Linked DNA regions of Mus musculus: region 1 is linked to region 2. The links are chromatin contacts, called in public Hi-C maps. All regions are on one chromosome and are shown on one strand. The core of a region is the stretch at or near the end of the contact, and the rest is flanking DNA. Distances in the headings are between cores, read along the strand shown.

Region 1 (4,553 bases), core at 721-3,220, 95 kb before region 2:
TATATCGGGCCTCTGATCCTTGCATCTGGTTCCTTGTCCTTGTATCTTTATATGGTCTCGCTCTATACACATTTCTGTCAACCTTTCATCTGTTCCAGGCCAGTTACCCTAGATTAAGGCTTACCTCACTGAGACACAATTATGTCTCTAAAGAACCTGTCACGTGGGCCTGATGACATGGCTCAGCAGGTGCTTGTTGCCAAAACTGATCATCAAAACTGATCATCGTCTAAATTTGATCCCTGGAACCCAAAAAGTGGAAGGCCAACTCCTACAAGTTGTCCTCTGGCCTCCATAAGTGCATACACACAACAAATAAACAAGTAATCAATGAACGGAGTTTTTAAAAAAATGAACCTATCTCCAAATACAACCACACTCTGAGGTACAAGGGATTAGAACGGTAAGGTGAATTTTGGAAGCACGCATTTTAGCCCATAACACAGTTGTTTCCTTTAATGGGGGACACAGTACTCCAAGTCACTGCCATTAGCCACCTGGTAAAGCCTTCTCACCCAGAGTCTTCCCTTTGTGAGGCAGGAGTCAGTTACACAAAGCATCTCATCTGCATGCTTTGTGTAACATTCTTTTTCCTGGCTTACCTCTCTCAGAGGGAGACCGGCTCCTCCAGACCCCATCTCATACGGGACAACAACTGCACCCTTTCTCTTCATAGCTACAGAACTAAGGCTGCTGCTCAAGTATTCTTTACGGGGCAATCATGAGATCCCTAGTAGTGATGATAATAATAATAAACTGTGCCCATTGCACAGAGATAACAGTTGAAAGGCAGTGCAGAAGGAAGGGGCCGCCTGGAGGCATAACCGACTGCTCACGTCAGAGACAAGACATACAGGTTTGAGGAGTGGAAAACTCTCAGTGGCGCCATAATTCTTCCCCGGGGCTGATCACCTGACTAGATGAGGAATAGCTGTAATTGTTGATGGCAACTCAGTCTGGTCTTCATACCTATTTGCAGAAAAATGTTAGCCAGATTATAGCTGAAAACCCTGCTAATTCTGGAGAAGTTTTTGGTCTAGTGCCTAGAACAATTAAAGCATGTATTCACACCTACCACATGCGACACTGAGCAGAATTTCCAGCACAACACTTAGTACTTTATTTTTAAAAGAAATAGCAGAGACTGAGTGGTGCTCGCTCACTCTCCAGCTTCCTAGCTGGGTTTTCACTTGAGACTGGAGGGTGAGGGGCTTCTGAGCTGAAAAGAGATATATTTTTTGCGCTTTTAGAAAATCTTTGCTCAGAATCAGGAAACTTTGGATGCTAAAATGTGCCTGCACCTGCAAAGAAATTAACAAATTCCATTTGCAGGGCTCCGAGAAAAGATGGCTCAGTGTACCAGTTATTCAACCCTGGAGCTTAAGGGAGCCCTTGAACATCTTATTCAAAACTCTTTACTTTTAAGAGAAGGAATAAGGGGTTCTGAAATTTTAAATGGTTCCCCTCAAACCAGATCATCACCCACAAGGCAGAATTATTGTTTGCAGACCAACCAAAAGGGTTTGCTTTTAAACAAGCTTTGTCCTGCTAGCCTAAATTTTATGCAAAGAAAACCAAATAAAATACAGTAGCCCGCATGCAGCACACAGCTCTCTCTAGAGCAGTCTCTACTTGGACTGCAGAATTGAGAAAGGAAGGTCAAATTCCACTCCAAGGTGCTTAGCAAACAAAAGAAACTTTTCTGTGGTTGGTTTAGGAAGCTCCTGGCTGCTGGTCTCCACACAGCTCTCTGGAATCCGATATGAATCTAACACCAGAGGGCGCAGTATCCTTTGTCCTGGTGTCCTTCAGAGCCTTGAGACAGGCTCTGAAGCCTTGCTGGTCTTAAGAAACTCGATTTTCCTCTACTTACACATTTCTTGGAACCAGCTGAATCCCCAGGCTTCTTCATCTCATCTCCTTCCTTCCTAGAGGCCACCAGATTCTCCAAACAGTCTTGTGTGCATGCTGCAGGCTTTAGCAGGAAGGACTAGCGGCCTTCCCATGGCTGTGTCTCTGCTAAGCCTAGGAGACCCTACCAGTGGCCTATTGTCACTTCTCATCATGATCCAAAAGAAAGATGCAAAGCAAAAAAAATTTTTAAATCAGGACAAAATGAGCATCACGTGAGAAAAGGCACATATTCATTCTTTCTACTCACAAAAGAAACGTAATAAATGAAAGAATTGTTCCTGGGAAACTGTTACCCTCTTACAGGCATGTGTCCCCAACAGTCTGTGACTAGCTTTTGGTAGTAAATACTTACCAAAGGGACAGGCCTAAGCATCTGGGGGGTGGGGGACACACCTCTGCTACTCTCGGTCACCCACTCAATACAGTGTACCTATATCTCTCTGTGCCCTAACCAACTTCAGCAGGAAGAAATCTACTCCACACATGCTAACGTCTTCCCATATGAGATACCCTGCACTCCTGTTCCCACAGATAAATGAGCATCTCCTGTAACCACCAACCACCAAAAGCACAGCCTTCTGCAAAGTCCCCAAATTTGCTGTATGTGGCAGCTCAACCTTTAACCTCAGCACTCAGGAGGCAGAGACAAGCAGATCTCTGTGAGTCTGAGCCCAGTCTGGTCTGAATAGCCAGTTCTAAGAGAGAGACAGCTCCCCCTAAAACAAAAACAAAAACACAATTTTCCATTGTTCCATCTGCATAGAGGATCCTAAAGACATCTTAGAAAAAAAGCAATTACATTTATAGAAAGAGGATTTAAATTTGCACAGCCCCTTTTCTTATCTCTCATTGAAGTCTCCCAACAACTCTAAGAGATAGTCAAGGAAAGCCATAGCTTAATGGGCATTCCCCAGCCCTGGCTACCACAGGATGGAGGCAGCCTTAGGGTCTTGGTCATGAAGCTTGGAGAGGAACAGTTTATACAATTACAAGGCCTAGGACGTATACAATTATTACAGATAATTAATATGGTCTCAGTGTCTGAAAACATGTAGCAATTTTGGCTCCTGAACAGGACAGAAAGAAAAAAAGAAAGAAAGAAAACAAAAAGCTGCTATCAACTCTCGTCTTGTAACTTTTTTGATCACAATGTTTCACTCACAAATTTCACATACATCTTATTAGTTCACAGAGAGCAATGGGAAGGGCTGAGCCTGGAGACAGGCAGCCATGTTGTGTTTACTTGAGAGCATTTCTCTTCGACTCATAGAAAGATGATAGCATTTGTCAGGTATATACTCGGCCACTGAGATGAAAACTATAGGTGGTATTTTGGGAGGAAGAGTGAAGCTGAAGGCTTTCACTTTCAGTTTATGTTTTTATATTACTTGAAGAAATTTGATTTATGCCTGTCTTCCTATTATATCTTTTACATTTTGCTGGGGCTAATGAGACTCGTCAGAGCTGCTAGGAAGATGACTTATGTAACATGTCTAGATGGCACGTGCTCTGGCACACAGTTGATACCCACTAAACAGTAGCTCATTGTCAGCTTCTGTACCTCCTTCAAATTGAGCAAATGAACTCCAAACTCAAGATGTTCTGAGGCTGCTCCAGGCCCTGCTCTCAGCTCCTCCCACATCCTTGGGTCAAATCTGCCCCCTACCCCTCCCCCCCACCCCCACCCCCCCCCGTGCCTCAGTTTCTTCAAAATGACAATACAGAGTTGGGTTTAGAAAACTGTGCGGAAGCCAAGATGATCTGTTCCTCACCCAAAATTTCCTGAGATGCTGTCTACAATTTAGCCACACTTTGCAGGAGGATTGCCTCTCAAGCTTGGGCTTAGCAGATAGAATGCTTCCTAGGAGAAACTGCCCTGCAGGCTGTGCCGAGAGGGGCCAATCAGAGACAAAGGAGCAGTCTCCAGGACAAGTACAGAATGTTAGGGAGCTGATGACTTCTGAGCCTTGGACCTTAAACAAGTCATCATCTTTGAGGGGAGGTGGGAAAGGCCTTCGGATGTTTCATGGGTGCAGCTATCCACACAAACCATCTCCAGAGATGAAGAATGCCCTCAGTGGAACAGAAGGGGCATAACTGAAGGTTGGGTCATCCAGGGAAAAGTGACAGCTAGCACCTCAATTCCCTAGGGTGAATCCTGTCTTAGGATCCAGGACTGAACCCAGCAGACCTTCCCTAATCAAACGCTCCCCTCTGGCTTTAAACAAAACAAAAGGAACCTACTGCTCATAAGAGATGAGCTAAACGCCTCTCAAATTTCTTCCACTGGACCCCTTTATCTGAACAAGCACACGGGGGATAGGTGGCTAAGGATAAACCAGACTCTTACCTTGCTTCCCTTTAACAACTGGTCTTCAGGGACCCATCTGCATGTGTACTACACATGGTTTCTAAAATCGAACAGAGGTCTGGGATCCAGCTGAGACACTCTGCTCTCCTCTAGAAAGAAGAATTTCTAGGTCTCTGCCTTTGGACTTTAGGGGGCTGAAGGCAGGTAGCCTGATCATTGGGAAGGTTGTGACTTTCTTTTTGCCTGCCCGGGTCGTTTGCCTTCCTCCTATTTAAAGCAGCACCGCCTGTCACGGCAGCTTGGTGCCAATATTTGTGGGCAGATTTTC
Region 2 (4,467 bases), core at 174-2,673:
AGCATCACAGATGTTATGCTAGAGGTAAGATACAGTGTATCTACAATGGAAAGAAAAGGCCGGGACAAAAGATAAGTTGAATAGTCAAAGATGAGTTATCACCATCAGGAAGAGCAAACTATAGCACCTGATTAGACTGAATAACGGTGATGACATTGACTTTGTAGTTGTAGTGAATCTGTTTAAACTTTTTCATAAGTGTAATGAATGAAAATTATGAAGCATTGATTAAAAAAAAATACAGCTTTCTCTTGGTGTGCTTTTCTGGAAACTCACCTTACCTTCCTGCCTGCTTTGTGCTCTGGTGGGTTCTCTCTTCCTTCCAGAACTACCCCTCCCCCTCCCCCTCCCCCTCCCCCTCCCCCTCCCTCCCTCCCTCCCTCCCTCCCTCCCTCCCTCCCTCCCTCCCTCCTTCTCTGGGCTTTTCTTACTTTGCAAATTTCTTGACAGGTTTACTTCTTATACCAGTTTACCTGAATTTATCGAAGGCAAGAGTCACTCATAAGTGCAACCCCTTTTAGCAAGCAGGTAAAAAGGCAGAGCCTTTGTGGTAGAAGGAGAGAACTGACTCCCCCAAATTGTCTCCTGATGTCCACGTGTACTTCTCCACACTGCACAGAATAAACAACAAACAAACAAACAAACAAAACCCATGTAACTAAAAATTAGAAAAGAAAATCAGAAATACTTGAGAGCAATGTTGAAAAGTCTTTTAGATTACTGAGCCATGGACTCAGGATGTGGGCAGTGGGGAGCTCCTACTACGCCTGCCTCTTGCAGTCCTGGGAGATTTTTTTATGCTTCTCCTAGGAGAAGAAAGATTACAAAGTAGGTCGTATTTTTAATTCTCTGTATTGTGCGTTAGGGAGTGAAATAGTTTCTCTCACTAAGCGATAAGGATTACTAGTTTTCAAAACCACAGTTTTAAAAACAGAGTGTATGCACCCTTGTAAATCATGTAGCAACTGACAAAACATACTGATAAGTGCAAAAATGAACTGGTATCTTAACTACCATGCAAGGAATGTGGGCATATGCTGATGAAGGTGTCTGAATCCCACCGAATTCATGGAGCTTCCTATTAATTCTCTAGTAATGCAACAGAAACAAAAATCCAGGCCTGCTTCTATTTATTTTCCTACCCAGCTGGGTATTTGCAAAGGTTGGACCTCTCAAGCTCTACCCTGCCCAGTGAGCTCCTGTACTCCCTTGTCTTCTGGGCAGATTTTGTGTGCTGGCTGCATGGGCAGGACATGGGTCTCTGGAACAGACACATAGGGATTAGCTGAGCTCCCCTGGAGTCCCTGGGCCCTTGGGTCGTGGAAAGAGTGGTGCCCTGGTGTGTCTGTGACCTCTACTAGTGAAGTGCTGCACAGCTCACTGATAGCACTCCCAGCAGCCTGACTGACTGGTTATTCTGGTCAGGAGAAAATAGCACCGACATCACGTGATCCTGGCAAAGTAGACCACATTGGAACTTAGCCTTTGAATACCCAAGGGGCTGGCAGCAATCTCAGGGGTTGGCTGGGAGCCCCATTGAGTTCACTAGTAATCAGTTGACTGCAGAGCTGGACAAGCTGCTCCCGTTTTTTTTTTTTTCTGACAAGCTCCGTCTAAAAGAATGATGGGCAGTTTGCCATTAGGATTTTTTAGCAGAGTTGCTAATGATTAACTCTTTAGCTACGACACATACATCATGCCTCTCCTTATGTGTTGGCATGCAGTTAGATAAAACTTTGGAGGCAAGATTCTAATTCCTCCTGCAACCACTGTACCAGGAATTCCTCTCTTACACAACATACACCCAACGGCGAGGAAAAACACCCCATAGAGCCCTTTATATGCAGATTTCAAAGGAATGCCAGTAGACTGGTTTTCCTTGAAGTTTCTAATTTGTTGCTTTTAAACAAAATGCTATAATCTTTAATCACCTTAAATGTCATGCGCTACACCTCAGGCATACCTAGGGAATAGATATCACCTGCAAGAAAACTTTGGAAAGCTTTGGCATTTAATATTTGTTCATGATTTTATAAACACATTCATATTCTCTCGTCCAAATCCTGTGATAAGTATTATATCTCAGCAAAGAAGTATTTGTAGTCAGTTACCATAAGTCCAGAGAAGCAGATTCTTCTTGATCAGGCAGAATTCCCCACGGATTGATAGGCTTTTTACTAGAAAAGAGGTGATTTTGTAGTAACCTTTATCCTGTTCTCTACGTGCATCAAATAAAGTCCTGTTCCTGGGGTTGCACGTCTTACGTGGTGTAATTCAGCAAACGTGGCATGTTCACTCTTGTTTTTTGTAGGAAGTTTTTTCTAAGACATATATTCTCTTTTCAACAGAAGCTCTTACAGGTGACTGGTACCACTCCCCTGGGAGCAGGTTGACTACAGCAGGCGTGATGTCTTGTCAGTGGATTTCAGAGTTAGTTTACCAGAACATTGCAAAGCCAAATAGAGCCTAAATAATGCCGGGCACTAACACAAACACCTGCATAGTTTTTTCTCTGAGCTAACATCATTTTTGAAGCATATAACAATCCACTGAAGTTTCCTGGAAAAATGCTGCCTTTGGCTTATTCTAACTTCCTTTATTTCCCTCTGTGTATTTCAGGTGCTGTTTAGACATTGAAAGGTATCAGTTTTGTTTTGTTTTGGTTTTGCTGGCATTGGGTTATTTGTTAATTCTAGGTGTCAGAGATTGAAGCTAAGCAGGGAGAACTGAGAAAGGCGTCTCCCTTGGATGTGATTTAATGTCCAGCTTACCCTTGGGCACTGAGTACTGTAAAGCCAGCGCTTTCTCTGCTGCCATTGCCAGTGCTTCTTTGGCTCTCAATTTATGCTATCCCTATTGTTACCTTCCCTCTCACTCACTCTTCTTACTGGGGGTCAAGCTTCATGGTTGTAAACTATCAGCTGAGTAACCTGGGAGGTTACATGTTCTCTTTCCCCGTAGTTCCAGTCAAGTTGTCTAGGGTACCTGTCATTGGTTACTTCTGAACCAATCTCTAAATGATGGGTCCTTCATTGGTAGCACCTGGTCTCCTGTTCTGAGAGTAGAAGACGAACCCAGGACATGCAAACTAGGTGCTTGGAGTGAGTCAACAAATACATCTCCCCAGAGGGAAATTCTTACTTTTGATTACAAGAAAGTAGTGGACTTTATCCAAACAACACCTTAACAGGCAAACCAACTAACCAGATCCACTATAGATGAAAAGGATTACAGTTTATCAAGATGCTACTTTTTACTTTAGCAGGAGTGAAATTGGTAATGAGATGACATTCAGGCTCACAGAGTACCTTAGACAGTATGACATGCCATGGGACACGTATGTTTTTATTTTGGACCTTCAGAGTAATCCTATGAGATAAGCATTTAAATCCTCCTTTTATGAAATAGGAGGCTGGCATCTGGTGAAATGGAATCACTTCTTTGCAGTCACTAAGGAGTGGGGAGAGCCACTACATGCCTTTGGCCACCTTGTCTTAGAGTTGATATCTGTGCCATGGCAGTCGGCACTCTGGGCTCAAGGCAAGGCAGAAATGTCTAGATGGCTGGTAAGGTTTTCTGAGGAAAGTAGTTCAGGCTTCCTTCCTTCCCTCCCTCCCTTCCTTCTTCCTTCCTTCCTTCCTTCCTTCCTTCCTTCCTTCCTTCCTTCCTAATTTCCTTAGAAGTCTGTGGTAAAGCTAGGACTTCTGTTAGTAAGTTGTTGGTGGTACTATTTCCAGGAAGACATAACAAATTGCTGCATACCTCAGATAGAGAATCAACAGCAGACCAAAATGAATACCACCAAAGTTCCATTTGGTGATCCACTGAGTTTTATTGGGTGTACTTCCAGGAGTGTGTGTGAGGTGTAACTTTGGGGAACAAAAATGACGGAAAGACACTGACATCACCAAAGCCCACACCACTCTGGGTGATTTCTCACACACACACACACACAAAAAAAAAACTGGAACCAAGTAGTTTGTCAGGCTGGAGAATGTCTTTTTCAGGCCTAGGTAGTCTGAGCCTCTGCTAGACAGCTAGGCTGGACTCTGCCTCTTCCAGGTAGTTTGGCTTGGCTGATCATTGTGGTCATTGTCTCCTAAAGACTTACATATGGCTGAAGGGGGAGGAGCCCAATGAATTTGATATGTTTTAGAGACGCCCTGAAACCACCTACTTGTTTATTTCCTGTGTCATAATGATGCAGGATGGATTATTTCACCTCTCTGTAGAACACCCTGTGTCTTAATGAGCTGCCCTCTAAAATGGAAATTTTATCTTGGAGGAAATTGCCACACAACAATAGTGTCACCAACTTGACCCACCTTATTGGATGGCTGATGGTAAGACTCTGAACTTTAGCCAGATCTGTCTGAAAAATGGTGTCAGTTCTGTTAGGAATCTGGGAGATTTGTGCTGTATGTGGGTAAAGTTACATGTACTTAGCATTGTACCATAGATTTTACT

What was found. Hi-C and Micro-C count contacts between places; a contact is called where the count stands out from the background.
Region 1: a contact with region 2 is called in a Hi-C map of uterus, with 1.9 times the contacts expected there. The contact joins two enhancer-like sites. A contact is called at or near these places in 8 of 484 Hi-C or Micro-C datasets (the 3T3-L1 cell line, 3T3-L1-derived adipocytes, adipose-derived mesenchymal stem cells and 3 more), 3 of 115 datasets of contacts at active chromatin or transcription factors (embryonic stem cells, heart atrium and intestinal villus epithelium) and 1 of 9 other capture datasets (embryonic stem cells).

Annotation. Positions count from the first base shown.
Region 1 is chr4:82,539,543-82,544,095 of GRCm38.p6, reverse strand. All of the region lies in intron 1 of Gm11266 (predicted gene 11266), which reads right to left. Among named protein-coding and RNA genes, the nearest start is that of Gm11266, 34 kb to the right of the region's middle. Within about 2 kb of position 1,970, at least 38 of the 459 cell types and tissues checked have an H3K27ac peak or open chromatin away from gene starts, as enhancers often do. A contact at or near this core is called in heart atrium, where this site is marked.
Region 2 is chr4:82,444,452-82,448,918 of GRCm38.p6, reverse strand. The region is part of intron 2 of Nfib (nuclear factor I/B); the gene reads left to right. Among named protein-coding and RNA genes, the nearest start is that of Nfib, 59 kb to the left of the region's middle. Within about 2 kb of position 1,423, at least 115 of the 459 cell types and tissues checked have an H3K27ac peak or open chromatin away from gene starts, as enhancers often do. A contact at or near this core is called in heart atrium, where this site is marked.